Linked DNA regions of Mus musculus: regions 1, 2, 3, 4, 5 and 7 are each linked to region 6. The links are chromatin contacts, called in public promoter capture Hi-C maps. All regions are on one chromosome and are shown on one strand. The core of a region is the stretch at or near the end of the contact, and the rest is flanking DNA. Distances in the headings are between cores, read along the strand shown.

Region 1 (3,472 bases), core at 638-3,137, 460 kb after region 6:
GTGACAGAAGTATGGGGATTCGGGTACTTTTCACCTCACAGATTCACCTTTACATTCTACAGGCACTTTTCAAGTCCCAAATCCAGAAGAGGGACACAGATGTCACCCTATTATTTGTAGGACTTTTGGAGAGAAGACCCTCAAACCAAAAAAGGTCATTCCCATGATTTTCCTTCCATCCAAAAGTGAACTCACAATCTAGATGGAGAAGGACCTTGTTTTCATGAAGAAATTCCTCTAGAGAGCATTGGTTGGGTGCCCTACCAATTACCAAAAAAAAAATCATTACAAAGCCATCCTATGCCTCTGCTGGGGGCAACTTTGATCTACATCTAGGTTCCTGGGGAAACTGCCTCCCATCCTCCTCACCACATTGAGGACTGGAGGCCAGCGGGAGTTTCCCAGTTGGGGTTTTTTTTTTAATTGAGGGAGGGTGGTATCATCTGCCCTTGCTCCAACAACTAGGACCTGAATCAGAAAAGTGACTCAGAGGACCTGAGTAAACACACTGAGTTCCTTTCTGATTCTCAGAAACTGAGGGCCAGGTGTGGATCTCCCAAGCCACAGGTATAGCCTTTTCCACACATTACTGGAACCCCCAGCAAGCTGGGCACTTGGAGAGTCCTTGTGCTGCAACCAAGCAGCGGAGAGGGAAAGCCTGAAGCCTTGGGAATGATGTCAGTTCACTTTCTAGTAGCTGAGCACCGCGTATCTTCTCCTCACACCTGGAAGAATGGGCGACGTGGAAAACAGGAGATACTCAGTTCTTTTTCTTGGGTGGGCACTTGTGATGCCCATGGTTAGGCCAGAGTGGTGATGTGCCTATCCCAGTGCACATAATTCATGCCTGATTCTGAAAGCAGAAATGTGAGATTATTTTTGGCCAAAGCTCAACTGATTTGGGTTAGTGCGTGCACACAGTCTTCTGCTGAAGGCAAGTGAACCGAGTATTCCTCAGTGACACGGTGTGTTAATGCCAAAGGTCACCTGCCAGCTGTCGGATGCCTGAACCTATGGATGCTTAACCAGCAGCTGAGTGAGTGTGAAAGTTCCCTGCTGACCCCTGGGTTGCTCAGGTGGCCTGTGCAGGACCCTGGCTCAGCTCTCAAGCTCTGCAGAGTGGGGTGGTGGAGATGCAGGGGAGGGGAAGGGAACTGCCATCTGAGCGCCAGCCTCCTGCTAGGCAAACCCGCCAGGGATGCTTGGAAGTGCTTTAATCTACACTGCTACAGCAGTGTGAGGTCTGGGGATTTGAATGGGGGCGGGGGAGGGATGTAAAAACCATAGCGCAGGATTTGGAAGGTCTGGTACAGGAGGAGAAAGCCCAGTTCCCTGTGCAGTCTGTTAGCCTGCTGCTCCACAATACTCTCTAGTTTCTATCCTTATTAGGTGATGGGAAGCACGCACTGCTAGAGTGCCCATTTGGGACAGGTATGACAGAAGTACCCTAATGTATCCAAGGACCCGCTTCTTCCTGTGACAGTCATCATCGTGGATGTATCTACTGAAGTCCTTTTAGAACCTGGGAGTGCTACTCAGCCTGCGTGGGAGTCCAGCTACGAGGTTCAGGTCCCCATTGGAGTGGGCAGCAAAAGGTTGTAGGCTGGAGTTCAGGTATTAAAGAGGTCGTGATGTCAAACTCAGGTTTGCTCACATTCTGGACGAATTCACCCTCTCTGTATCCTTACCCCACCCCCACTCCCACTCCTACCCGGTTCCTCAGCAATGACCTCAAAGACAGGGAGTGGACTGCTGCCTCCCTCCTGCAGAAGTGTAAGTAGCTCCAGCTATGACGTTATGGAAGCTCGGTCAGAGCTCTGATTGGTGGAAGAGCTACTGCGGACCCCCCACACCCTCAAGATCGAGAATAAGAGACCACGGCTCTGGGGACAAGACGCCTACAGCCGTGTGTGTGTGCTCTTCTGCAGTGGACACTTCACTCTCGCTGTTCCAACACGGGCTAGCAGGTGAGAAACTTAACTTCTCAACGCCTACAGCTCTCTCTCCTTTAGTTTGTTTCCTTTTGGTTGCTCTTTTTAATGCAGTATTTCACACTGTAGTCTAAGTTGGCCTGGCACCCACTATATAGCTCAAGTTGGTTCGTCTCAAACGCTAAGGTTCTCCTTTCTCAGCATCCTAAGGATGCGGATTACAGGCGCAAGCCACCACACCCCACTCTACTTGGATCCCTTTGCTGTCCTGGTTCCTTATCATTCCACATACATTTCCGCCTTCCTGCAGCCATTGTCAGAAAGTACAGTCTTGACATTTTCTTTTAACTAAAGTAAGTGGGACCCCTACGACTACTCAGCAGCACTGGAAGCTGGGCGACCCTATCTAGGCGCGTCTGTGCCCCCTCCTTGAGGGAAGGTGGTCTTGCCGCATCCTAACCAGTTTTAGGTTAAAGAGTTCCTTGGATTCGGGATTGGGGAGCACTGATCTTTTCTCTCAGATGTTTCCAGCCTTTAGCCTCCTGGGGTTATCAGCAAGCAGGTGGGTCTCGCTTCGCTGTGGGGAGGAGGAGTCCTCATCTGCGGTTCTGAGGTAGTTTAAAAAAAAAAATCTCCCAACTCTGCAGATGGAGAGAGGGGGATTAGTTCCAAGTTAACTTTCTTCCCCAGGGCAACCTCTCAGAAAGGGTGATTATAATAATTTCAACCTGTTAGAAATCCTTAGCAGCGGGACAGCAAGGCGCAGGGATCTCTGGGTGGTTTTTGGTTTCTTCACAGATGAGAGCCAAAGGGGCGCGGCACGTGTGTTCTCCTGCAAGCTGGGGGCAAATGAGTGCCGGTAGCTCCTCCTTGTTCTTAAACCGAGCAGAAACTGCAAACCACATCTACTCTCCCCCACTCGTTTCTGCTCTATCAAGCCACTCACCACACTGCATCTACTGCACGTTTTGAGAGCTGCAGTGTGGTAGGAGAAATAGAACCTGGGTCTATAGTCCTGAGCAATTGGACCATTCTTCTCTTCTTACAGAGACATCATGGACTTTTGGAAGTTCTTTCCTTTTCTGGCTCTCAGCAGCATATGGGTCCTGTGCCTGGCCAGCAGCCTCCAGGCTGCCCCTTTCAGGTAAATTAACCTGAATCAGAAGTGCAGTCTGGCTCTCCTCCGGCTGCCCCTGGGGTGTGTCAACTCTGCGGCTCTGTAGCCCTACTTGGTTATTGGTAATTCAGCGCCCTCATGTGGGAACTGGCCTAATGACCAGACCGCTACGCCCCTAGGGAAGAAGCAAGGGCTAGGAAGCTTGGTTTCTTATTTGGGGAGGAGATAGGCAGGGAATCAGAACCTGCACTGGCTTTGCTACCTCCACAGGTCCGCTTTGGAGAGCAGCCTAGACCTGGGCACCCTCGGCGACCAGGAAAAACATCTCTTGCTTGCTGCACTGATGCAGGACTATGAGCAGATGAAGGCCAGGAAGCTGGAACAGGAGGAGCAAGAGACTAAGGGCTCCCGGTAAGTCTCCTCC
Region 2 (3,781 bases), core at 92-2,591, 310 kb after region 6:
TTTATACTAATTTTGAAACTGTCAAAAATTGGGAAATATCTCTAAGATAATGGAAATCTTCAGGGTTGTTTTATAGCTAGAATAAAGATCAAATGCAGCAGTAGTTTATAAAGAGTTAATGTTTGGTGGTTATTAAGCCTTGCAATACAATGTTTACTCTGAAATACATATATCCTTTTCAGTTTTGCTCCTTGCAACTTTGAAGCTATCAACACAGGTCAGGCTTATCTGATGTGCAGTAAGTGGTCATCACTGTAAACAATGCAGTTTCCTCAGTGTACCAGAAACAAAATTATTTACGCCAAATTCTAATCAATTGAATCCAATCAACCTATTCCTTAATGACAGTCTTCCAAACACTTAATTTTAATTTTATCTTAACGAACAGACTTACATTACTTGTCCTATATGAATATTCATAGTAAATAATTCCTTTCAGTTCAAATATTTATGTAAAAATTTTTAATTTCCTATTCAATGAGAAACCATTTCAAATCAACTGGTTTAAAGATAATTTTAGATTTGGAGGCATAATACATTTCTATTATATTGGCTGTGTGTTTCAGTGGTAAACACTTAACTTGCCAAACCCTACAGTCAATCCCTAACACTACTAAATGAAGATATTTTTCACACATAGTAACCAAAATCATATATAGTAGGCAATACAGTTGGGTAGCTTCTTACTGCTTTTGGGTATCATTCTAATTACTCTGATGAGGAAAATTGAGGATTCAGAAAATTAAAGGGCAATTTTAATTTTTAGCGTTAAATCTTTTAAACCATGGTTTAATCAGCAGCCTACAATACTGACCACTAACTGTCCTAGAAACTCACTGCATCTTGATTTTTCCCTCAAGCTCAGGGCCCACGGGGCCGTTAAGTTTCTGTCAGTGGCAGCTTACGGGCTGGCATCTCCAGAGAGTACAGGCCACACAGCGCAAGCGCAGAAGCACATGCTGATCTGTGGGCGGGAAACTCAAGCCGAAGCGCCTCTGGCGTGGTATTGGTGAGGCGGCTTCCTGTAGGAGGCGCGGCCCTCGAAGCCGGCTTCGCTTGAGTGGTTCCTTCTGACGAGAGGAAGGTCCGCGTTGAGGCCTACCTCGCCATACACCCGGCTCTGCTTCCTCATGTAGACGTGGGGAAGATCGGCCGACAAGGCCAGGGAGCAGATGTTGCCGACAAATGGCAGCCGCGGAGGACCCGGGGGGAAGCCCGCCGGTCGCCTCTGCCTCAGCAGCTGGCGGACCACCAGCACGAAGAGCAGCAGCAGGAGAGCGCCCGCGAGCGCCCCAGCGCACGCCCGGGCTCCCGGTAGCTCCAACATCGGCCCCGGGCTGGGCTACGAACCAGTCCGGAGCGAGGAGGCAGGGGCGCACCCACCAGCCCTGCCGCACTCCCATTGGCCCGGCGCCTCGACGGCCCGCCTTATCTCTACGGCCATTGGTTCATTCAGTGTGGGCTCAGGGTCCTTTGGGTTAGCCAGCTCCAGATCTGCTTTGCTCAGAGTCCGTTTGTAAACCTTTGGGTTTGGCTTGGCTCTTGGTGAGGACCGCATAACGGGCACGGAGCCCTAGGGCCCTTTTCCGGAATGTTGTCAGTAGGTTGGTCATGTGAACTTCGCTCTCTGGGCTCGGTGCATCTTAGTTCTCTGGACGTCTGTCCTTAAAGAGTGTCTAACGTTGCCTGGTCTGTTTATTTTCAGTCTACGGATAGGGAAGAGATTAGAACTGCATTCTTTAACCGAGTCTGGTAATAACCAGCACTTCCATTAGCGAGTCCACATATCAAGAGGAAAAGGAAATAACCTTATTGTATTTTGCTTCACTCTGTCTGCAATTTCACTGTTTGTTATGAGCCATTTCTCGGTGGACCCTTTGAGGATTCTGATTAGTTCTAGTCACCTATCTTTTCACCCTTCTTTGTTCTCCCAAGCCCCCATTGGTTTCTTATTTATAATCTCAGAGGCCTCTCTTTTCAGGGATAGCACTGACTATTCAGGTTCTCTGTCTCCTACTGAGGCAGAGGCACTGATTTTATGTCGTTAGTTCAGCCCACATTCCTGTTTTCTATTGGGCAATTACTTGCAACACAGGACCGGCAGGACTTGAGACTCCCAACAACCTGCCCTCTGATTATGATTCAGCACTGGCAAAAGTTCACCAGTTCTCATTACCTTAAGTTTTATTCATGCTACTATTTATTGAATGCCTGCACAGTGCATGTGTCTTATACATCGAAGATACTTGGCTGGAAAAGAATAACAAAGTTCCTACAGTGTTTTTCAGGATCTCCATCCATAGACAACCCACCTACTGTTAAAATGCTTGATATTTTATCTTGAAATATTCCTTAACTTTATTATTAATCGCCTAGTAGGTTAGAAAAATAATGGTGAGATGTTATTACTAAACTAAACCTTCAGTTTCACAGGATGGATATTGAGGTTGCCCTTGGGAAACAGTAACGGTGAAGCAGCAGGAGCGTTCATTGCCTGCTACATACTTGATATCAGCCCCGCCTTCTTCTCTCACATCATTTTAAGGCTTGAAGTATCTAGTTTGGCTGCAGCTGCTGTACAATACAGGTACTCCATTCAGGAGGGAGTCCCTTCCATTGTTTATTTTAAAAACAGATTAATTTCAATTCCAGGAATACTCTCCAATTTGTGTTGATTAAGGAATTATTTCTTCTTTCCCTGCTACCTTAGTAGGGAGTACAGACTCTCCCAGTACAGCCTATCTGATTGACAGCACTAATGTACATCTCCCCCACTGACCTTTAAAGAGTAAGAGCTAATGAATAACTGAAGCTCTGAGCCTCCTCTTGAGCCATTTATTTTGCTAGTGCTCAGCAACGTTCACTGCACCCTTCCTTTCATTCTGTCTCACAGAGTTTACTCTTGGAATAAAAGACTCTGATCAGTACTGTTTTCTATAGCTTTTATTACCACAGGGGTGTTTAGAAGGGTAGAGTTTCACTGTTTCACCATGAAGATTCTGTTTTTCCTATACAAAGTGGAATGAATTCTTGAAGAAATATGGACACCATATTGGGGCTTTGCCATTTCTGTGTACAGAGTGATAATAGTCACCACAGACAAAAGGATAGCTTGTGATCCATTGAGATTTGGGAACTGTTATGGTTTCAATATGGTTGTCACCAAAACTCAGGTTGAGGCTTAGTGTCCAATATGACCCTGTTGTTGGGATCTTCAGGAGGTAATTAGGTTGTAGAAATTCTACACTCACAAAGAGATTAATGTAGTTATCTTGGGATGTGTTACTTACCCTGTAGAAGGTTGTTAATAAAAATAAGTAGGCTTTCGGTTGCTTCTTTTGTGTCCATGTCAGCTCTTCTGTAAGAGCCTACTCCTGCTTCCCTTCCAACTTTCTCTTATGGAGCTGCATGGAGCCCTCACTTTAGAAGCTCGTCCCAAGCTCTTAGACCTACAGAACTGTAAGCTATGTGAAGTCTTCTCTTTGTAAATTACCAGACCTAGCAAGAAACGGGGACAGGAGCCAACACTCTTTGTCCTGAGAAGCAGTATCTGTTGTGGGCCTAGGCACTTGTTCCCTGGTGCTTCCCTGGCTCCAAGTGAGGCAACAAGCACAACTTTGCCTCCTTTGCACATTCCATTGCGCATGTGCTTAGTGTATTTCATCAGAACAGAAGGAAGTGAGGAAGTGTTGAGCTGAACCGTACTAGAGCCTAAGGCAAAAGAAAAAATCAATAATACAGATCCTTCCTTATTAAAAATTTCATATCTTGTTCATGAATT
Region 3 (3,956 bases), core at 340-2,839, 270 kb after region 6:
CTTTGAGGTGATTTTGGCCATTCAGTCTCTTGTATTTATACATTAATTATATATTCAGTTTACATTTTTATGCTCAAAAAGCGAGCTTGGATTTTGATTATATACAGTGTTGAATCTGCAGAAAAATTTGTAAATCATTGCCTTTTTAATGTTAGGTTTCTGTCAAATTTATATGTACTGCTGTTATCAAGAGCCTTCTGTCTAAGCTTTAAGTAGTTACTGAGTTTTTGTTTTGTTTCACTTTCTACATTTTTGTTGTTGCTTTTGTTTATTTTAACACAATATCTCATGTACTCCAGATGGTCCTTGAACTTAAAATGCTGACATGTATAGGTCTGCATCCCAGTCTCAACTACGTTTTTTAGTTTAATAGGGATATATTTTGCTATTTTTATTTTTAAAATTTAGTTTATAATTTAAGGGGGAATCCATGGTAGCTATAACACAGGAAAATGTTCAAGGTATTGACCTGATATTAATAATTAAAGTCTTGCTAGTAGCAGTTTGCCTACATAATTACATAATTACTGTTGTAAGGAGTGTTAAGCGTACAGTTTTTGAAAACTCAATATATATTGAAAACATAAACAGTATGGAAATAATGAACATTTTAAAATTAAATTATCATTCATGCATTAAAGTCATGTTAAAATTCTTGTGATATATTGACTCAAATTATGATTAAGAAATCATTTGGCCTTTGACAAGGCCTATTTCTAACTGATGAACACAACTGAGGACATCTTTTATCTCTTATCTTGTATTTTATGTGCTGCTTACTATAATACCTTTTACATTCTGGAATTTCTTCCAATCCCTTTAGCAGCAATGATAGCTTGACCATTTAGTCTTAGCTAATATAAAGACACAGAAGCAGGTAATGAGGTGTTAGGGACCAGAGTCACAGACAGGGGAAAACACACTGTTTCTATCAGGAGGAAACAGAGAAGTAGTATGAAGTAGTTCTGTTTCAGGCCTTTGTGTGTTCGTGCTTTTTGTTCTGTTCCATTGTAAAGAGCCTCATAGGAGGAAGAAGAAGAGAAAGAGAAATTGTAGTCAATGCAAGAAATGAAACATTTCTTCGGATGAGTTTTGAAAAGTAGCATCTCTATGAAAGAGCTTTGTTTGGTGATACCTCAAATTCCCTCATGTTCATATTGTTTTTAAATCAGATTTTAATCCCCTAGTTTTATTCATTTAGATCCTTTTCTATATCTACTATACATACTTAAATTTTTTCATTCAGTATATTTTGATCATATTCTTTCCCCTCCCCTACTTTCTCCCAGACCCTCCTCACCTTAATACCTACCCAACTACTTGTTCCTTCTGTCTGTCTGGCTCTCAAAAAACAAGAAAAAATAACAACAAAAATAAAATCACATCAAACTTTGAAAAAAGAAAATTAGAGAAAAGGTAACAAGATACCACACACAAACACATCCCCCAAAATACAGAGTCTGTGTTTTAGTTAACTACCCTTGGGTATAGGGCCTGTCCTGGAGTGTGACTTATGGTATACCTAATTTTATACTCCACTGGAGAAAGCTGACTTTCCCTTTCCCAGGAAGTTTCAGTTACAGTAGCTTCCTGGTTACGGGCAGGGCTTTGTCTACTTCCTCTTCTTGGTGCTAGAATTTTGTATGACTACTATGTTTAGCCCTTAAGAACAAATGTTTAGAAAATTATAAACTTAGGGTTTTCAGGTATTTATTAGTCCTAGCAAGAAAGCATCAATCTGGTGTCAGAATTCTCTAATGTCCTGCAAGATAAACAATGGGAAAGTATTTAAATCCTTTGAGTCTATTTAATTTCAATAAATTAATACTGATACTACTTATGAGAAATTCTATCCTTAGCATAATTGACAGGAAGTTAAATGCTAATGTTTGTTTACTATTTATTGCCACACAGATTCAGATGGTAGACTTGGTTCTGGACAGATTGCTTACATTTCTTCGAAGAGTTGCTGTATTCCAGATATGAGTTATGGCTGCCTATCTTCAAACATCCCTGCATTAGAATTGATGGCTTTGTATGTGGCAGCTGCCATGCACGATTACGATCACCCAGGAAGAACAAATGCGTTTCTAGTGGCTACAAATGCACCTCAGGTAGGAAAGAATTTTTCAGAAGCTTAAGAATAGTTCCAAAAAATTTTTATAACCGATTGCATATCACTCTATAATCTGTCTTTCTTGTGAGTCATGTTTTCAGTAAACTCTTCATTATAATTAATTGGTGAAAGCACATGATGATGAATGCTAAGAGGATTTTGAAAAATTAGTTTCTTCAGCTATAAAAAAGAATAGTTTATAACTCCATGTTTCATGAATTCTATATCTTGATTGAAATATTTTTGTCTTCTAACAAATTGATAAAGCTCTGGTTAGATCATTGTTCTTTCTGATTGGGTCCATAGTGTGGCTAAAAGTTGTAATAACTAAGGAGAGCCTTAATGGTTTGTTCTTTCCATTTTTCTCCTATGATTTATCTTAATATCTTTACCTTCTGTTCCTTAGCTATGAACATATTAGTGCACTAACAATTTCTTTCTTGGGGGTGATGAGATGCCTTACCAGGTGAAAGTACCTCCCTCCAAGCATGACAACCTGAGTTTAATCTCTGGGGCTGGCTTGATAGAAAGAGAAAACCAGTTACGTCAAGCTGTCCTCAGACCTCCACACATGTGCCATGGCATGCAGATGTATCCTCATCTCACATAAACAAATAAGTAAATACAAATGTAGTAAGAAGATAGACAACAATTTATTTTGGTATAGTATTTTATATGGAGGGAATATAGCTGATCAAGTACCAAACTCTTTTAGGGTCAGATCACAGTCTAAATAAAGTAGTATGAATTCCCAACATGAATACTGTAACTGCCATAACTTTAAACATGAGAACTTGGAACTAAACATGGTTTTTAGAAGAATTTAATGTGGTTTGAGGTATTTGTGTTGTAGATTGCTGCAATGTTGTATATATGTTTCTAACCAACATATAACCAGTAATCAACATCATAAAGAGTAACCAATGTTATTATTTGTGATGAATTCATCTGTCTTCACTTTTAGTATTCTGTCTTAAATTTAGTTCCATTTATCATTTGTAGCCATTTTCTGTTCCTCTTTTTATCTGTCTTGTTCAATCATGTCAACTGTTAAAAATACAGAAGATAAAGTGTGTGTTAGAGAGACAAAGACACACGTACACACACACACACGGGGGGGGGGAAGAGAGAGAGAGAGAGAGGGAGAGAGAGAGAGAGAGAGAGAGAGAGAGAGAGAGAGAGAGAGAGAGAGAGAGAGAGAGAGAGAGACACTACCTGCCCAAGGTTACATATTTGTAGTATCATTCTACAAATTTAGAGGATATTCTAACCTCCACATCACTTTGATTGACTTACTGGCAAATCACAATTCTTTGAAAAAAGCACTAGATCTGATGCCAGGAGGTTTGTATTTAATTTCTGGTTGCCCACTTGTTCCTGAGGTGTGTGAATGAAGATAGAAGCTTATCCCTCTAGGGCTGGGATAGGGCTAACCTCTTAACAGTGTCTGTGTCTAAGCATGAGGAACTAAGTTAAGATCCCCAGAACTCATGTTAAGAAGCCAGACAAAGGCCATGTTCTTGAACCCCAGAACTGGGCAAGGGAGGGCTAGTGGGGCATACCTGAAAGTTCAATGACTAACTGGTCTGTCCAGACAGTGAGCTTCAGAGCATTCACTGAGGGACTGTCAACAAAAAGACAGACAAAGTGATCAAGAAGAGACACTAACAACTTGAGGCTTTCACATGCATTTGCAGGCACATGTTTATCCAACCACATTAATAAGCATGTATAACACACCAAAACATACACAGTTTTCCACTAGAACAAAAAATTGTGATATTAAGGGTAAAAAGAGACAACATATAAAATGAATAGTTCTAAAAAAATTGTTACTCTG
Region 4 (3,485 bases), core at 114-2,613, 490 kb before region 6:
GCTGGGGGGAATGGGAACCCAAACATGGAGTCAGTCTAGAACCCTGAGTCAGCTGGCTCACTCTACAGTCCAGATCTGAAGATGCACATAGGAGAGAGCTGGTCTGTTGGATCAGAGGCTGAGGTCCAGTTCTCATGCTTTCTCCTAAGGCTGAGAAGTACACAAGGCCTTCCACAAGGCTTATTCCTCAGTGACTTCTGAAAGATAGCATCCAGTTGACGGTGGTAGTACAAGTCACACCATAGGACTGAGGGATCAGTGGTTAGTGGATGGGGTGAGGAATGGAATTTCCAGTATTGATGGCTCTATTGGGCTGTTTGTAATCTAAGAGGAAGAGGAAAGGCGAGTCTGGAAAGTGGACGAAACTGCTTGTTAGATGCAGGCACTTGAGAAGTATTCAAGGCCCTGGGAAGAATAAAGGAGAATAATGCAGCCTTTCAGGGCATTGGGGGCAGGGGAGGCTTGTGTGCAGCAATGGCATTCAGGTATCTTCAAGTAGGGTGTCTCCTGAGGCAAAGTATTCCACATGAGAGATTTTGCCAAATTTCGGCATACACAGCTCTGGTTCAATAGCTGCCGCCCGCTCCTGCCCCATGCTTCCTGGGCAGGGAACACGCTTGGAAAGGATGTCTGACCTAACCTCACAATGGATAAATGACAAGGCTGAGGCAGAGAGACATTGAGAGAGATTCCGGCTTATGGCCTCTCCCAAAAACCTGTCCCTGGAGGCTAAGAGCCTGAACTAAATATCTAAGCCAAGAAAACACAGGCCCTTCTTTGAACATTTCAAAATGGCCAGGCTCCTAAGCAATAGACACTTATTTTTGTAAGCCCCCTCCTTCTTAAAACCTCACAGTTTATGATTGCTTAGATACACTGCTGAATAAACTAATATGTAGCAAAAAATATTTTCTTCAATAGTAACTTTTCCTCTTGTTTTAAAAGAAAAACATTTTAAAAAATCTTCAAAATTATGGCCAAGGCATTGTGCCAGCTGCTCTCAGGGCCTAAGTCTCGGGCTCCTTGCTGGTCCTCTAGCGTGATATGTTATATGGTGGCCTGGTAAGAGGCAGCGGGCCAGCACAGCAAAGGTGGCCTGCGGGGATCTGCTTGTCTATAAATAAATGATTACGGTGTGTGGCGCTAGTGCACGTGGTAGACTGATGCCGCCGCGGGGAAACCTTGCAGCAGCGCAGCCTGGCACTGAGTAGGTTTGCAACAAAAGTTAAGTTGGCAGGCTTTCCCTCCTCAGAGCACTGTGGTCCACAGGACCCAAGCTGGAACTGGATACCGAGGAAGCAGCCTCGTTGGTGGCAGGGTAGATTGAGCCAGCACGTGTCTGCGTATCCCGGCTCTCTCCCACCAGACCCTGGGAATCCAGCTTCACAAAACAAACACCAGAGCGCCCGCTAATCGCCAGCTCAGAAACAAAACAGCACTGCGCTGGGGGATCCGGGCGCAAATCAGCCCTCCCTCTTCGCGCTCCTTCGCCACCGCCCGCCCCTCAGCTCCGCTGCTCGGCTCCGCTCAGAGCAGCGCAGCTCCGCAGCCGCCAAAGCGAGGCGGGCACGGTCTCCCCACCGCCAGCGCCACCCGGGCTCCTCCAGGTTTCGCCTCTGCAGCTCCCGTCACTTGGAGCAGGAGTGTCCTGACAGGGTCTGCAACATCCGCATAAAGTTGGGGGGCCCTCGAGGATGAGGCTGTCTCCCGTGTCCCTGAGGCTTAGCCGGGGTCCGGCGCTGCTGGCCCTCGCGCTGCCCCTGGCCGCAGCGCTAGCTTTCTCAGATGAGACCCTGGACAAAGTGACCAAGTCGGAGGGCTACTGCAGCCGCATCTTGCGCGCCCAGGGCACACGGCGTGAGGGATACACGGAGTTCAGCCTCCGCGTGGAAGGCGACCCTGACTTCTATAAGCCAGGAAGCAGCTACCGAGGTGAGTGGAATGGCGTTGGGGACCGGAGATCTAGGAACCCCTAGGGCACTGACCCGAGCAAGGCTGGAGCCGGGAGCGCAGTCCCCGAGTGTACCACGTCTGCGCATCCCAGCCCGGGGCCGTGACCTGGCTGCCCTGAGCCCCTTAGCTGCCAGCTCTATACTATACCCAACAAGACAGTGTCGGGGGAGGAGGGGGCCGTCGGGGAGGCTACAGGCAGGAGAGACAGCCCCGGTCTCCAACGCAGGGTTCCCGAGCCGGGGAATACAGCCGAGCCACACATCACACCAGCCTGGCTGGGAGGGAGCCCGACTTCGCTCCAGCTGTTGGCGAGAGTGAAGTACACACACACATTTCTCCTTATCGCTCTCTGGGGAAGAGGGTACTCTCAGGTGGGTCCCAGGTAGGGCATCTCTTCCCATGGTTTTCATCCTCGAAGGAGAGATACCAGCTTCTAGATCAAGCAGGACTCTCACTTCCTGGATGGGTCCCTAACCAGTCTCAGGTTAGGGGAAGGAGGAACCTGAAGGGTCCACAGAAAGATCCCCGAATTACTCTCTTATGTCCCAGGAGAAGACAGAGACCCTTGGATTTCCAGGACAGGTTTCAATGGCAATAGGGTCCTCAAAAACAAACAAACAAACAAACAAACAAACAACCCAACACGGGTAGTCTCTCAATGGAAGGTGGAATGTGACGATAGAAAACAGACCCAGGATTCCCAGAACGCGATTCTGATTCTGGCGGCCTAGACGCTGTGCGCCCTGGGGATGCCCAGCTTTACGCAGCTCAGTAGAGAGTAGGGCTCAGAGCACAGGGAAAGGCAGTACAAGCAGGTGGGCGATTTCTGGCATGACCAACAGCTAGGCCCACACCCACCTGAAGACTCCAGTCACCTCCTCCTCCATCCTCACACTCCCTGCTTAGTAGGTCTATAGGCTCCCCAGATATCTTTTCCTTTTTCTTTCTTTCTTTCTTTCTTTCTTTTTTTTTTTTTTTTTTTAAACAAGCATTAGCTGGCTGTCCCCAGGCAGGACCCTGGGGAAAATTACTATATTTTACCTAGGGTCTCCTCCAGAGCCCTAAGTCTGCTTGGTGCCTGATGGGGAAGAGCAGATCACTGGAGAACTTGGCGGAAGAACTGGGCTTCCAGCTGCTGCCTTCCTGGTTCCCCCAGAGAGTTGCGAGAGGAAATGGTTGGGAGCACTGGGAGAAAGTTTGGGGCAGTACCAGACCCAGCGACTGCACTTCCCAGAAAGTGGCTTCTGTTTTCCTGGTCGGGTTGGTGGAGTTGTAATTCTCCACTCCAAACTATGCACTCAGGCTCCAGGCACCGACTCCCTCAGCCCCTCAGCCCTTGACCAGGATCGGCTTTGTTCCTTAAGGAGTCCACAAGATCCTTCTTTCCGAAGAAAGATGTTGGATTAAAAAAAAAAAAAAAGCTCCCAGCCAGGGAGGAAGCACACAGCTTGGTGAAAGGAGTCTCAGACCTGGCAGTGCAGGACAAACTGATACTCGCCTAACCTGGGGCAGGTCAGACCAAAAGGCAAGAA
Region 5 (4,076 bases), core at 1,475-3,974, 490 kb after region 6:
AGCCTTCCAAAACAGTACCAAGGCTGGAGAACACCTGTCTGTGCAAAAACATGACCCTTTGAGAGGTATTTCACTTTGAAGCCACCACGCCCTTTCTATCACCAACTATGATGTCTGATCTGAGCCACTTGACCTGCAGTATTCCCTGCCTGTGTAATGGAAATGACAGCTGCAGTCACTGTGGTGGCAGAGTGCAATGAGTATGTTCCTGTCTGCACAGCTCCTGATGCTCATGTGTAAGGCTGGTCACTGCATGCCTCACGTGAGCTACTGAGTCCCCTGCCTCGGTTTTTTGTGTGTGTGTAAAATGGGAATGATACTGAACTTGGTGCTGGTAGGGTGGTTAAGGCAAAGGTCTTGAGTACTATGTGTAAACTTAGTAACTAAAGCCCTGCTTTCCTTCAGTGTGTGGCTGTGTCTGGGGAAGACTCTGGCTCTGTGAATGTCTCTGCTCATGTGTATGTGAACATTTATATGTGCTTATATGGCCAAGCAGGCCCCCTTCTCTTAGGGTGGAGCCTGCAGTTGGCTCATGCCTGGGATCCCCGAGCCAGCTAAAGCCTGCAAAGGGGATGGAATTTCCATTAAGAATTAAGCAGGGCAGCACTTGGGAGCCAAGCAGACAGAGGGTAGGGGAGGAGGTACAAAGGAGGATACTTTAACTCTGAGCTCCTGGGGCAGTCTTAGTTCTGAGCAGCCTTGAAGTTCTGCTCATTAGCCTTTGCTTTGAATCTCAGGCCTTCTCAGGTCCATGGCCCAGAAGGATGGGTGGAGAGAATGAAGATGCTCACAGGGGACTCTGTAAGAATACCTGAATCATTACAGCCCAGACTATAACCATGAGGCGGCCCCCAGGGGATGGAGACTCCACCGGAGAGGGCCCAGGCAACTGGGGCTTGTGGGGAGCACAGGAGTCCAGGAGGCTGTGCTGTGTTGTAGGTATCTGGGAAGGGTGTGAGTGTGTGTATGTATATTTGTGTGCATACATGTGTGAGTATTCATATGTGCAGGCATGTGTCTGTGTATCTATATGCATGTGTATAATATATGTTATGTATATGTGTATACTTATGTGTATTCCTGTGTACATGTACATGCATGTATGCATGTTATGCATTTGTATATGTGTATGTGGGTGTATCTATGTGTGCATTATGTGTTTTGGGGTGTGTGAATGTATGCGTGTATTTATGGGTGTACATGTGTGTATACACATGTGCATGTGAGTCTGTGTGTGTATATATGTGTTTGTGTATGTGTGTTTGTGTATGTGTATGTAATGTGCATGTGTGTGTGTGTTGGGTTGAAGCTTCAACCACAAATTCCTCAAGAGTACATGTAGCAAACCTTACTCTCAAATATAAGTACAAGATTAGACCCAATTTCAGAAATAAAAGACCTTTGAGGCCTCTTGCTAACAGGGATGCTGTTTAAGATTCAAGCCTCACTTCTAACATGCTACAAACCTTATTAACCTTCCTGGTCATTTACCGAGCTTTCACACGCCTTTTGAGCAGGCAGACATGGTTATGATCCCATTATATGTATGGAAAAAGTAAAGCTCAGAGTAGTTGGGTGACTTGATTTAGATACAGCTGGAAAGTAGGTAGTGGAGGAAGGACAGAGGACAGGTTATTTGTGTATCCCTTCACCTACCAGCAGCACATGGAGAGATGATTCAGCAACCTGCCGACTTGAGGAAGGTGTGAAGTAATGTCAGCACCCAGTCAGTGTTGCCTAGAGGCCCAGCCCTGTTCCAGGGAGAGAGACAGACCCACAGATAGTGGACTGAAGTCCTTTTGCACAACAAAAGCCATGACATCTGTATGGAAGCAGGCTGAAAGTGAAACTTGGCTTTTCCTGGGAATGACTGGGCCACCTGCAGCCACAAGCTCCCAGAGAGCCACAGTGAATGATTTGCTGTCAAAGCTGTGGTATGCCCAAGGCCAGGCAGTAGCAGTGCCAGCCAGAGCCTGGAGCAAGGAATAGGGAGGTTTAGCATCAAGAGCTCAGGACATTGTACCACAGAGGTGGTACTGAGCCTCCTCTCCCTGCACATGTAATGTAAGCAAAGCTCCTGCCAGGGCCCCGGGTGGTGGTGAACTGTCTTTTCTTGGCAATCTACCAAGGTAGAGACTTTTCAGACCCTGGGGATTCATGGCAGAGTGGAAGGCATCGAATGGAATGAGCCAGTAGCTTCCTTTTGGTCTAAAAATGTAGCATTCCAGAGCTTTGGGGCCTGGACCAGACTTCTGTGGACTTAGCCATCTGACACAGAGCCCAGGGGTGAGGTTGAGGTGGCGGGGTTTCTCATCAACACCCCCTGTCATTTTTGGCAAGTCTGTGATTTGGAGGGTGACTTAAGTGGGTAACTGAGTTTCCAAAGGGAAGCACCTGCAGCGGACAAACCCAGTCTCATTCCTGGGGCTGTTCAGCGAGGCCGTCCCCTCCTCAGGGATATAAATTGGGCCCAAATCTCTCCTTGTTTTCTTTCAGCTCCAGAAAACCTATCGTGGCAGCATAGTCCCTTTCCCACTCCAGATGTTGGCATGTAGGACACATGTGGGCGCCCTCGCCTGGCCGGCTCTGGAGCCTCCGGGTGATGGCCCAGCCCAGGGGTGAGCTGGGTCTCTAATTAGACCCGACCACGTTCTCATTCCAGAGCTCCCACAGATGACAGCGCGCGGTCTCCACCGTGGCCAGGGGCTCCGAAATAGCCCTCGCGTCCCGGCGGAGCCTTGCAGGCCACTGTGCCTGGCGCGGGACAGGCGTTTGGCTCGGTGCGCGCCGCCGCCAGGGAAGAGCCTGGGTTTGGGGGTGGGGGAAGCAGCGGGGGGGCCGACGGCAGTGCAGTCCCCAGCGCCCCCGCGGCCACTTTGCTCCTAGCTTCTGGAGTTCCAGCTGCTGTGAGCTGCCACCCATCGCTGGACTCTGCACACACTGCTTTTTGTCTTGTAAAATCAGAGTAAGTAAGCAGAGGGGATGGCTAGCTCCTTTGGCTGGATCCAGGGGCTGGGGCTGGAGCTGCAAGCATGGTTGTGACTTCTAGGATAGCAGGTGTGATTGTGTCAGTGTAAGAGTTTGTGAGTAGGAGTGAGTGTCAGTGGGAGGGAGTATGGGATGTCATCGTGTGGAGTTTTCTACCATGTGCACACGTGTGTGTGTGTCCCCTGAAGCATGCCCACAGGTGTGGCACACAGGTGGGTCTAGTTATGACAGTGGAAATGAAGGGGCCTCCAGGGATAGAACCTGCCAGAACCCTGCAGGATGAAGGTTGAAACGGAGAGACAGGTAACAGGTAGACGGTAGTGATAGAGAGCAATAGATATCTGAACTTCCACTTTCTGGGGTGACCTGACTTGTCCCCAGCTGTTGTCCTCACCTGGGGTGTCTTGCTTGTAGGTCACGAAGCTTTGGTTTCTCAGGGCTTTGGGCCACACTGGAGCTCAAAGCTCTAGTCCAATATCAGAGTGAATGGGATTTTGACTGATACTACTTCACAGGTCCAGGGGTAGAACTCCACTTTCATAACCAGAGAGGCATGGGGACAGGGGACACTTGTTCATATACACACACACACAGTGCAGCCACACTCCACACAGATTGTACACCCATGACAAATGGCATGTATGAAATATGCACTCATGTGGTAAATGCATATGCAAACCCACACAGCCTGGAATTGACCCTGGCATCACCTCTAACCCCACCCCCTTTTGCTTCTTGTACCCTTCATTGGTCATCTCTGAAAAATGGTTTCAGAAACCTGGTCTCAGAAGGGGAATACTTTCCAATTGAGGGTTGGGGGGAGGGCAACGGCTGGAGGTGGTATACTGAGTGGGACTGGACCCACTGTTTCGGGGCTTCAGTCACCTCGCCCTAATTAACTGCTGAGGGACAGACTTTTCAACACCCCTCCCTCACCTTCATCAGTTATGTGGAGATCACTTGGGACACTAATAACAGTGCATGGAACACTGAATGCCTCCAAATGCCAGGGGCTGGTACTCACCTTTACGGTTATGATCTCATTATGACTTCTAAATCTCTTCTGCCCTAGGAATCCTCCTATCCAT
Region 6 (3,891 bases), core at 1,105-3,604:
TTTTTGTTTTCCTATGGTCATCAAATTAGTCTGTGATTGAATTGTACTATCATAATGTATGATTAAAAATGTATTCTTTGTATGGGGCGGGGCATAGTGGAGCACATCTTTAATCCCAGCACTTAGGAGGCTGGTAGATCTCTGAGTTCAAGGCCAGTCTGGTTTACAAGGTGAGTTCCAGGAGAGCCAGTGCTGTTACACAGAGAAACCCTGACTCAAAAAATAAGACAAATAAAAAAAAAATGTTGTCTGGAGAGATGGCTCAGTAAGTAAAGTGCTGGCCACATAAGCACTGAGGATCTGAGTTCAATTTCTACACCCATGTAAAAGTCAGGCATAGCACACGCCTATAACCTTAGTGCGTTAAGGGGAGGCGGAAACAAGAGGATCGCTAGGACTTGCTGGCCGGCTAGTCTAGTTAAGTCAGCAAGCTTCAGGGTCAGTGAGAGATCCCTTGTCTAAAAAGCATGTGAAGGGAGCCACTGAGCATGCTCAGCAGGTAAAAGGCACTTGTTGCCACGCTTGACCACCTGAGTTCAATGCCTAAAACCCACATGGTAGGAGAGAGCTGACACCTACACTGGTGCTATGCATGTTTGTCTCCCCACTTCCCACTAATAAATAGTAAAGAATAAGACTGAGAACTGGAAACGGCTCAGTGGCTAACAGCACATAATGCGCTTGCAGAGAACCCACATCGAGTGGCTCCCAGTTCCAGGAGGAGCCTACACAGCTGGCCTTCCTGAGCATTACACACACGGGCACCTCCCCATATACACAATTAAAAATAAATCTTATAAAAATCCAAAGTCTAAAAAAAAACAAGTAAGGTGGAGTATGATTGAGGGAGGCACCTAAGGTTTACCCCTGGCCTCACATATAAATTCACTTTATACATACATGACTAGCACATTTTTGTGCACATACACACATAATAAATAAGAAACTTCCTCAGGTGAAAGGAGGTTGAGAGTAGAAACATTTTATGAAGTATTAACTTACATCATCAGAGAAGTTGAAAGTAAAAGGTGAATAGTGGCCTGCACCTGTAACCCTTGGAGGCTGAACTAAGACCTGACATAAGTTGGAGGCTGCCCTGGCCTATTAGTGAGTTCCAGGCTGACCTAGGGAAAGAGTAAGGCTTTATTTAAGAAGGAAAAAGGAAAACAAAAAGAAAAAAAAAGGACCGTGGCTCACAGAGCCTAGGAGAGTAAGAAGGAAGGAAGGCTGGGAGAGGCGGATTGGTCAATGGCTGCTGAGTACAAGATAAAAAAGTTCAGGTATGACACTGTATACTACAATTAATAACTATATACTGTATATATATTTTTAAAATCTCAAAAAAATAAAAAAATCTCTATGAAAGAATGTGAAATGTTTTCACTATGAAGAAAAGATGAATGTTTGAGATAATTATATTTGACAGGATTTAAATATCAGACCATATAGATATGTATTAAAAAACACCATATTAATTTGTCCATCTTTTACGTTTTTAATCTATCAATTAAAATAATTCCTATTTGAGTTAAGAAACTATTTACCCAGGTCATTTTTTAAGCTGATTTCCGAAGGGGGTTCTGAATCCATTGGCACGTTAATTAACGTATAGCACACGTTCTCGGCTGCCGTCATGGTTTCTGTTTATAATCAACCCAATACAAGATGAAAAGGACGAAAGGTGCCAGGAAAATCTACAAAAATGAATACAAACATCATTAGAAAAAAAAAAAAAAAAGGGAGACAAATTCCGCAAATCAGTCGTGATCTTCTAAACTGCCTGAAGTTCTTCGCGTGTGACTTCGGACGACCTGTAGAGCTCTCCCCACCTTCTCCTTCCGTGAACTCTAGTGACAATCACTCAGTCCCCGTACCCGTCCACTCCCCGACCCAGGGTGTGCAAAGCTGTGGAGTCGAGGTCCACACCACAGTGACAACCCGGAGCACCACGTCACGGGGCCGTGATTGCCAACCTAACACAGTCGGATCTGCTCCAGGAGGGCGGCCCGCGAGCGAAGACGCTGCAGAACCTTGGGACTCCTCGGCTGTGGCGGGTCCCCCGTGGGAATCCCGGCCGCCCCTCACCGGCCTCTGTCTATGCAGGGTCAGGCCTCAGGCGGCGCAGACCCCTGTCCCACCGCCCAGGGGACCGCGGCCCAGCTCCCCGCCCCCACCGCCCGTCGCCGCGGCCTAGTCAAGCGCCCGGCATCTCCCCATCCGGTGGCTCGCTGACCCCGCGCGACCGCCGCAACCCCGCGGCTCGGGGGCCCAGGTCGCTACCTGGCTCCGAGGGGCGGAGGCCGGGAGGGAACCGTGGGACCGCCGACTACCGGTCCGGACAGCCGCTGCCGCGACGGCTCCACCAAGTCCTTGGCTGACGTGGAAGGGGGCGGGGAGACCAGCAAGGATGCAGCTACAGAGCCTGTACGGAGACCCAGAAAGGACAAGCCTCTTCCGCCCTGAGCTGCGCCCTGGAAGTGTGTTGTCTTCTTCCTCTCTCAGAGTTGGTTTCTGCAGCAGTGTAAACAAGTATTTTAGTTTTCCCAGCGAGTTGGGAGCTGACTTAAGCGCTGTGGTCAGTTAGCAGTTCCTTAGGAATTGTCTTCCCAGGAACTAAACTGTACAAAAGAGAAACAGAAAAGTCCTGCAGACTTTCTTCTTCCTTTCACTTATAAACTGGAAACAACCAATTCTTAGGCAGATGATTTCAGAGACCTTAATAAGATGACTAGGTTATATGAAAATACACTTGAGGGCTTAACACCTCTGGTGACCTGAATCTGACTTTATTCAGTTAACTGGAGTTATTGGAGTATCAGAAGTTGTCTGACAACTATCATTTCTACTCTTTATTTAAGAATGGTCTCGGCCAGTCAGTGGTGGCACATGCCTTTAATCCCAGCACTTAGGAGGCAGAGGCAGGCAGATTTCTGAGATGGAGGCCAGCCTGGTCTACGAGTGAGTTCCAAGACAGCCAGGGCTAAAACCAGAAAACAAAATAACAACAGAAGAACAAACAAAAAAAAGAATGGCCTCTTGCTATTCTTTCAAAGCATCCAATACATTAAAAAATTTAAGTATGATTGCCAGACTGGTCTTGAAAGGTGATCTTCAGTTTCTGAGGAGTTGGGATTACAACATGGATACACATACTGTGTATACAAAACCTGCTAACCTCACTTGCAGGATACAGAATACAAACTGTTTTCTCATTTACCTGGAATGCAGCTATTCTAACAATTCTCTTTTCTGGAAACATTGGGTTTAAAAAACAAATCCCCACCACTCAAAATATACCAGAGGCTACATATTTCCAGCACAGAGAACAGCTACCTCTCGGAATTTTGATTTTAGTCTTACTGCCCAGGCTGGCCAACTCCCAATCTACTCCTCTCCTGCCTTAGCCTCCCAAGTGCTGGGATTACAAACAAGCGCTATCATTTCTACTCTTTATTTAAGAATGGTCTCGGCCGGGCTGGTGAGATGGCTCAGTGGGTAAGAGCACCCGACTGCTCTTCCAAAGGTCCAGAGTTCAAATCCCAGCAACCACATGGTGGCTCACAACCATCCGTAATGAGATCTGACTCCCTCTTCTGGAGTGTGTGAAGACAGCTACAGTGTATTTACATAAAATAATAAATAAATCTTTAAAAAAAAAAAAAAAGAATGGTCTCGGCCAGTCAGCGGTGGTACAACATGCCTTTAATCCCAGCACTTAGGAGGGAGAGGCAGGCAGATTTCTGAGATGGAGGCCAGCCTGGTCTACAGAGTGAGTTCCAGGACAGCCAGGGCTAAAACCAGAAAACAAAATAACAACAAAAGAACAAACAAAAAAAAAAGAATGGCCTCTTGCTATTCTTTCAAAGCATCCAATACATTAAAAAATTACAA
Region 7 (3,955 bases), core at 95-2,594, 380 kb after region 6:
ATGTACATGTATATATTTTTCCACCAGATAGTTGGGTTTTAAACATTCGGTACTCTGTGGTTAACAGGAAGTTGGCCAGTCCCAGGACACTAGGACTCCTGTCTTTACACGTACCTCAAAGGCACTGCCTGGAGGCTGCATGCCTGGTACAGGAGCAAGATGCTGACAACCAGGAAAGGGGAGAACTTCAGGAAGCCCATGATGCCTTCCTGCAAGAGAAGAATGTCTATTTATTCATTTGTTTATTTATATCAGTTCAAGGTTCTATAAGCCCATGGACCTGGCTTTCTGTGTGCTTATGCCTGTGACTCCCCGACATTTTGGCTTCATACTGATAACCACATTTCTCATCATCTTTGTTCCCTCATTGTCCAGTGTGCATGTAGCCTATACGGTTTGGAAAGAATCTTAGCCCTAAAGATGGAGGAGGGGGAGGGTGCGGGGGGTCGGGGGTGGTGGTGGTGGTGGTGGTGGTGGTGGTAAAGGAGTGGTGGTGGTGAGATCAGTCTCAAGGATTCTACGAATCCCAGGTGTCTCCTGTCTCTACATCTGTCTCCACAGGGAAGTGTAGAGTTGTCTTCTCTTTGTGAGTTTTTTTACAGACACCTAAGAATGTGAGAAAGAAAGTCTATGGAGAGGGAATCTTTCTGCCTTGAAATCTGAGAAACTGACGGCTGCACTGCTCAGCTGCTCCACCCTCTGGCAACTCAGTTGCCTACAAGAACCAATCTAAAGTTGAGGTGGAAAACACTTCTCTGTTAATCCCAGGGTCCCAAATCGGGGTTTGCAATTGCGGCAACTGACTCTTGTTCGCTACATATTGGCCCTAGGCTCGGACTCAGGACCAATTTCTCAGGAAACGAGAATACTGAAAGCACCATCTAAGAAGAGCTACGCCCGACTGCGCGCGTGAAGCCTAGGAGCTCAGCGTCCCAAGATTGGTGGATCAGGTGTACAGAGAGAGAGAAACGTGAGACTGGAGCCTGCGCTCCAGCGAAACTGAAGGAAGGCTCTGCGGACCAGTTCTGTAGGGACCTATCTGGATCGGGATCTAACACGAACCACGCTAGGACTAATGACTAACGGGGACTGGGATTGTCAGGAAAGACAAACCAAGGACTAACAGCGAGAGCGGGAGAGAAGAGGGAGAGGAAGAGAAAAGTAGAACTACACACCTGAACAGGAATTTTAGGGCTCACCTGGTGAGCGGTGCCTTGGAGCTGAGCCTGCGGGGATCCTGATGGAGCCAGGCAGTGCTTGCGAAGCGGTGACTCTTGATCCTGGCAGTGGCTCCTGTGCCTCCCAGCGCCTGCAGCTGCTCTTATTCCCGCCGTGGTGAGTCGGGAGGGGTCTCGGGGCTCCAGGCAGCCAATAGGTGGAAGGGCCCCATGCCCCAGACAGATTGCGTCACCTCTGTGCTTCCAGAACTCAGAGCATCTAGCAAGATGACACCATTTGAATTTAAATTGAGGTCATTGGTGGAAGTGGGGGAGATGATACGGATCAGTGAGAGCCACCCTTAAAATTAGCGGGAATTTGGAGGGCCTTTTGACATCAAGATAAATTTCATCTCTTCTTTCCTTCTTGACTTTGAATATTCCTGACTCCAATCTCAGAATCTTGGAGAGTAGAGTCCAGTATCTCAAGCACTCCTTGCTGCATGTCTGATTCTAATCGTACCCCCACCCCCACCTAAGTCCGTGCCTAATCTAGAATAGTTTAGTGCACCTGAGGGATGAATTCTTGATCTGCAAGGCTAGTTCTGGCAGCGTGGCACACAGGTTTAGGCAGATAGTCAGAGGTGTTGGTACTGCACACAAGGACTCAGTTAGACCCGAGGCTTGTGGCAGCTGCCTCATTTGGGGTTATGTGGCCACAGGTAAAATGAAAAATGAAAAAAAAAATCCTCAAAAATCTGACACCCCCCAAAAGACCCCCAAAGCCTGCATGAAACCTCAACATATTAAACTTTTCAGTGGGTATCATAGTCCCCCTTTGAAGGGCCTGCTTGTAGAAAGAAACCTTGGTGTTTTCTGGGCTATAAAATCTCTCTTTCTCCAGTGTGAATCATCTGTATTCAGCTTGGCATTCCTAATGCGCTGGATAACACACTCACATGTGTGAGAAGGGGTTGTATTTAGCTGGGTCCTGCTTGGGGTAGGGGGTACGAAGGGGTAGTGGGGAAAGTACAAAGAAGAACCAGATGCCTCCAAAGTCTCCATTGTAGATCTTTTTCTCCTCCTGCCTGGCTATCTATCACTTCTCATTAGGCTGCCTGCCTGCCTAAGGATTTGCACAGCTGTCCTTTTGCTTCCTGCTGCTGTTTGCCAAGATGTTCCAGTTGTATTTGATCCGGGGGTGGAGTGGGAGGCCCTCTCACCCCCACCCTTAGATCCCTGAGCTGAAGAGCTAAAGAGCAGGCAGGCTTGACAGTGCTGCGGAGATGCTGCCCATCCTAAACCTCACACTTGCTCCCAGTCACACTTCTCCTGGCACAGAGACTCTCCGCTCTTTCCAAAAAGGCATCCTCTCCAGAAAGCACAGCCACTCAGCAGTCTCTGTGGCCCACAGAAGCATCCTTAGTGGTTCTCAAATTGTCTGAAGCCTGCCTTCACGTCCCTCCTGCAGTCCATGCCACATTCCCACAGGATGTTTGCTCTTGGATCTCCATCTCACATCAGATTAGTTTGACTTGATCCCTCTCACAACCACTCCCCTGATTTGGACACTCATTTTGTCTGAGCAGTGAGCTCCAGGAACACCGACAAGGGTGGAGGTCCTAACTGGGGCATTTGCTGTCTGGGGACAAAGAAGCTTCATGTTTCTGCAGTTGGTGAGGTCTGAGTGTGCGGTGCTACATGCAGCAGCCAGTCCAGACCTAGCCAGTGTGTTGAACACATTGGAGAATCTGGGGACCATGGGGGGGGGGACACCCAAGCAAGCTTCATATTTCTCTAAACAGAGCAGAAATTAGCTTCCAAGAAGACTTGAATGGCATGAGCCATGGAACCCGAGTTGTCGGTCCTACCAACATCCCAGATGTGTCCCTCAAAGCAGAATGATGGAACACTTAACTTCTAGGATGCCATCAATGACTTTCCAGCTTAACTTCTGGGGCATCTCAGAAGTTTTAAGGTATAAAAATGTGAGGAAAGGAGTGCCAGGAATCCCTCTCCACAGGGTCTGCTCTCAGAGCAGCAACAAGACCCATCCAGGGCTGGGAGAATGGGCTTGGCCAGGCAGTGCCAGGCTGGAAACCAGAGCTGGAAGAATTTTATCGCCACTGGATTTAGGATTCCCAGGCACAGGAATCCCTGGAGGCAGACACCCAGAAGTGGCCTTCCTGGGCTTCCAGCAGTTTAGTTCTGAGACCTGGACTAAATTTTCGTGAGCAATTATGAGACAAGTTGGAGACAAGTTGGCGAGGGCTGAGATGACAGTGGTGAGCCACTGGGTCATTGCCACTTGGGACTGATGCACAAAATCTGCTTTTTGTGTGTGCTCAGGTGCCAAGTGCACCTGGGGAATTTGTTTCTTCTTTCAACTGCAAAGATGTCTAATATATGGGATCCAGAAATCATTTTTTAAACAAATGGATTCCTATAAGCATTTCCTAAGGAAAAAACTCCTGGCTTTAACCCGTGCAGTGTTGAGCACTGGTTTTCTGGCAGTGTCACTGGGTGGGTTTGAGCTCTGCTCCTAGGCTGTGGAGTGTTCCTTCAGACCTCTGAGCCAACCCTGATTCCACACCATGAAACCTGTAGCTGTAAGCCATCACATCCAGAGGGCACCTCTGTCATCTGCAGAAGTTGAATAATTGAAAGGGTTGGAAGAGTGGGTCTCTAGGAAGAGAAATGCAGGTTTTTCTTTGATTTTGTAGGAAGTGCCCAGAAGCACGGCTCAGGGGTTGGGGAGGGTGTAGTTCCTTTCTTTAACAACTACAACCTTACCCTGC

What was found. Promoter capture Hi-C pulls out the DNA fragments that hold promoters and counts their contacts. Capture Hi-C pulls out chosen DNA fragments and counts their contacts.
Region 1: a contact with region 6 is called in a promoter capture Hi-C map of stem cell-derived epiblast-like cells, with 7 times the contacts expected there. The contact joins the promoter of Calcb here to the promoter of Copb1 in region 6. A contact is called at or near these places in 14 of 39 promoter capture datasets (the 3T3-L1 cell line, 3T3-L1-derived adipocytes, the C10 cell line and 6 more), 1 of 15 datasets of contacts at CTCF or cohesin (large pre-B cells), 4 of 484 Hi-C or Micro-C datasets (B cells, LSK cells and embryonic stem cells), 5 of 115 datasets of contacts at active chromatin or transcription factors (bone marrow-derived macrophages, embryonic stem cells, large pre-B cells and 1 more) and 1 of 9 other capture datasets (macrophages).
Region 2: a contact with region 6 is called in a promoter capture Hi-C map of adipose tissue. The contact joins the promoter of Cyp2r1 here to the promoter of Copb1 in region 6. A contact is called at or near these places in 2 of 39 promoter capture datasets (liver and pre-B cells), 1 of 484 Hi-C or Micro-C datasets (embryonic stem cells), 5 of 115 datasets of contacts at active chromatin or transcription factors (bone marrow-derived macrophages, embryonic stem cells, memory CD8 T cells and 1 more) and 3 of 9 other capture datasets (adipose tissue, liver and pancreatic islet).
Region 3: a contact with region 6 is called in a promoter capture Hi-C map of the HPC-7 cell line. The contact joins the enhancer-like site here to the promoter of Copb1 in region 6. A contact is called at or near these places in 8 of 39 promoter capture datasets (the C10 cell line, the HPC-7 cell line, hematopoietic stem and progenitor cells and 3 more), 4 of 484 Hi-C or Micro-C datasets (CD8 T cells, bone marrow-derived DN3 thymocytes and microglia), 6 of 115 datasets of contacts at active chromatin or transcription factors (bone marrow-derived macrophages, large pre-B cells, memory CD8 T cells and 2 more) and 4 of 9 other capture datasets (adipose tissue, liver, macrophages and 1 more).
Region 4: a promoter capture Hi-C map of hippocampal neurons shows a contact between it and region 6, with 4 times the contacts expected there. The contact joins the promoter of Spon1 here to the promoter of Copb1 in region 6. A contact is called at or near these places in 9 of 39 promoter capture datasets (3T3-L1-derived adipocytes, cranial neural crest, frontonasal cranial neural crest and 5 more), 2 of 15 datasets of contacts at CTCF or cohesin (large pre-B cells and pro-B cells) and 2 of 115 datasets of contacts at active chromatin or transcription factors (astrocytes and stem cell-derived neural progenitor cells).
Region 5: a promoter capture Hi-C map of embryonic stem cells shows a contact between it and region 6, with 2.8 times the contacts expected there. The contact joins the promoter of Insc here to the promoter of Copb1 in region 6. A contact is called at or near these places in 8 of 39 promoter capture datasets (embryonic stem cells, frontonasal cranial neural crest, liver and 2 more), 1 of 15 datasets of contacts at CTCF or cohesin (large pre-B cells) and 1 of 115 datasets of contacts at active chromatin or transcription factors (embryonic stem cells).
Region 7: a promoter capture Hi-C map of pre-B cells shows a contact between it and region 6, with 5 times the contacts expected there. The contact joins the promoter of Calca here to the promoter of Copb1 in region 6. A contact is called at or near these places in 16 of 39 promoter capture datasets (the 3T3-L1 cell line, 3T3-L1-derived adipocytes, the C10 cell line and 11 more), 2 of 15 datasets of contacts at CTCF or cohesin (large pre-B cells and stem cell-derived epiblast-like cells), 3 of 484 Hi-C or Micro-C datasets (microglia, peritoneal macrophages and pre-B cells), 4 of 115 datasets of contacts at active chromatin or transcription factors (bone marrow-derived macrophages, embryonic limb bud, embryonic stem cells and 1 more) and 2 of 9 other capture datasets (adipose tissue and liver).

What each region holds. Positions count from the first base shown.
Region 1 is chr7:114,716,756-114,720,227 of GRCm38.p6, forward strand. Calcb (calcitonin-related polypeptide, beta) reads left to right here and starts at 1,888. Exons shown (of 5, transcript NM_054084.2): 1 at 1,888-1,967; 2 at 2,980-3,075; 3 at 3,319-3,459. The coding sequence starts at 2,987.
Region 2 is chr7:114,561,631-114,565,411 of GRCm38.p6, forward strand. It overlaps Cyp2r1 (cytochrome P450, family 2, subfamily r, polypeptide 1), which reads right to left and starts at 1,342. Exons shown (of 5, transcript NM_177382.4): 1 at 1,103-1,342. The coding sequence starts at 1,327.
Region 3 is chr7:114,524,867-114,528,822 of GRCm38.p6, forward strand. Pde3b (phosphodiesterase 3B, cGMP-inhibited) reads left to right here. Exons shown (of 16, transcript NM_011055.2): 12 at 1,915-2,114. Among named protein-coding and RNA genes, the nearest start is that of Cyp2r1, 36 kb to the right of the region's middle. Within about 2 kb of position 1,590, at least 14 of the 459 cell types and tissues checked have an H3K27ac peak or open chromatin away from gene starts, as enhancers often do. A contact at or near this core is called in the HPC-7 cell line, adipose tissue, bone marrow-derived macrophages and 1 more, where this site is marked.
Region 4 is chr7:113,764,635-113,768,119 of GRCm38.p6, forward strand. Spon1 (spondin 1, (f-spondin) extracellular matrix protein) reads left to right here and starts at 1,364. Exons shown (of 16, transcript NM_145584.2): 1 at 1,364-1,932. The coding sequence starts at 1,695.
Region 5 is chr7:114,743,042-114,747,117 of GRCm38.p6, forward strand. Insc (INSC spindle orientation adaptor protein) reads left to right here and starts at 2,725. Exons shown (of 13, transcript NM_173767.4): 1 at 2,725-2,965.
Region 6 is chr7:114,252,326-114,256,216 of GRCm38.p6, forward strand. It overlaps Copb1 (coatomer protein complex, subunit beta 1), which reads right to left and starts at 2,355. Exons shown (of 22, transcript NM_033370.3): 1 at 2,281-2,355; 2 at 1,545-1,694. The coding sequence starts at 1,635.
Region 7 is chr7:114,635,013-114,638,967 of GRCm38.p6, forward strand. Calca (calcitonin/calcitonin-related polypeptide, alpha) reads right to left here and starts at 1,345. Exons shown (of 5, transcript NM_001033954.3): 1 at 1,200-1,345; 2 at 115-209. The coding sequence starts at 200.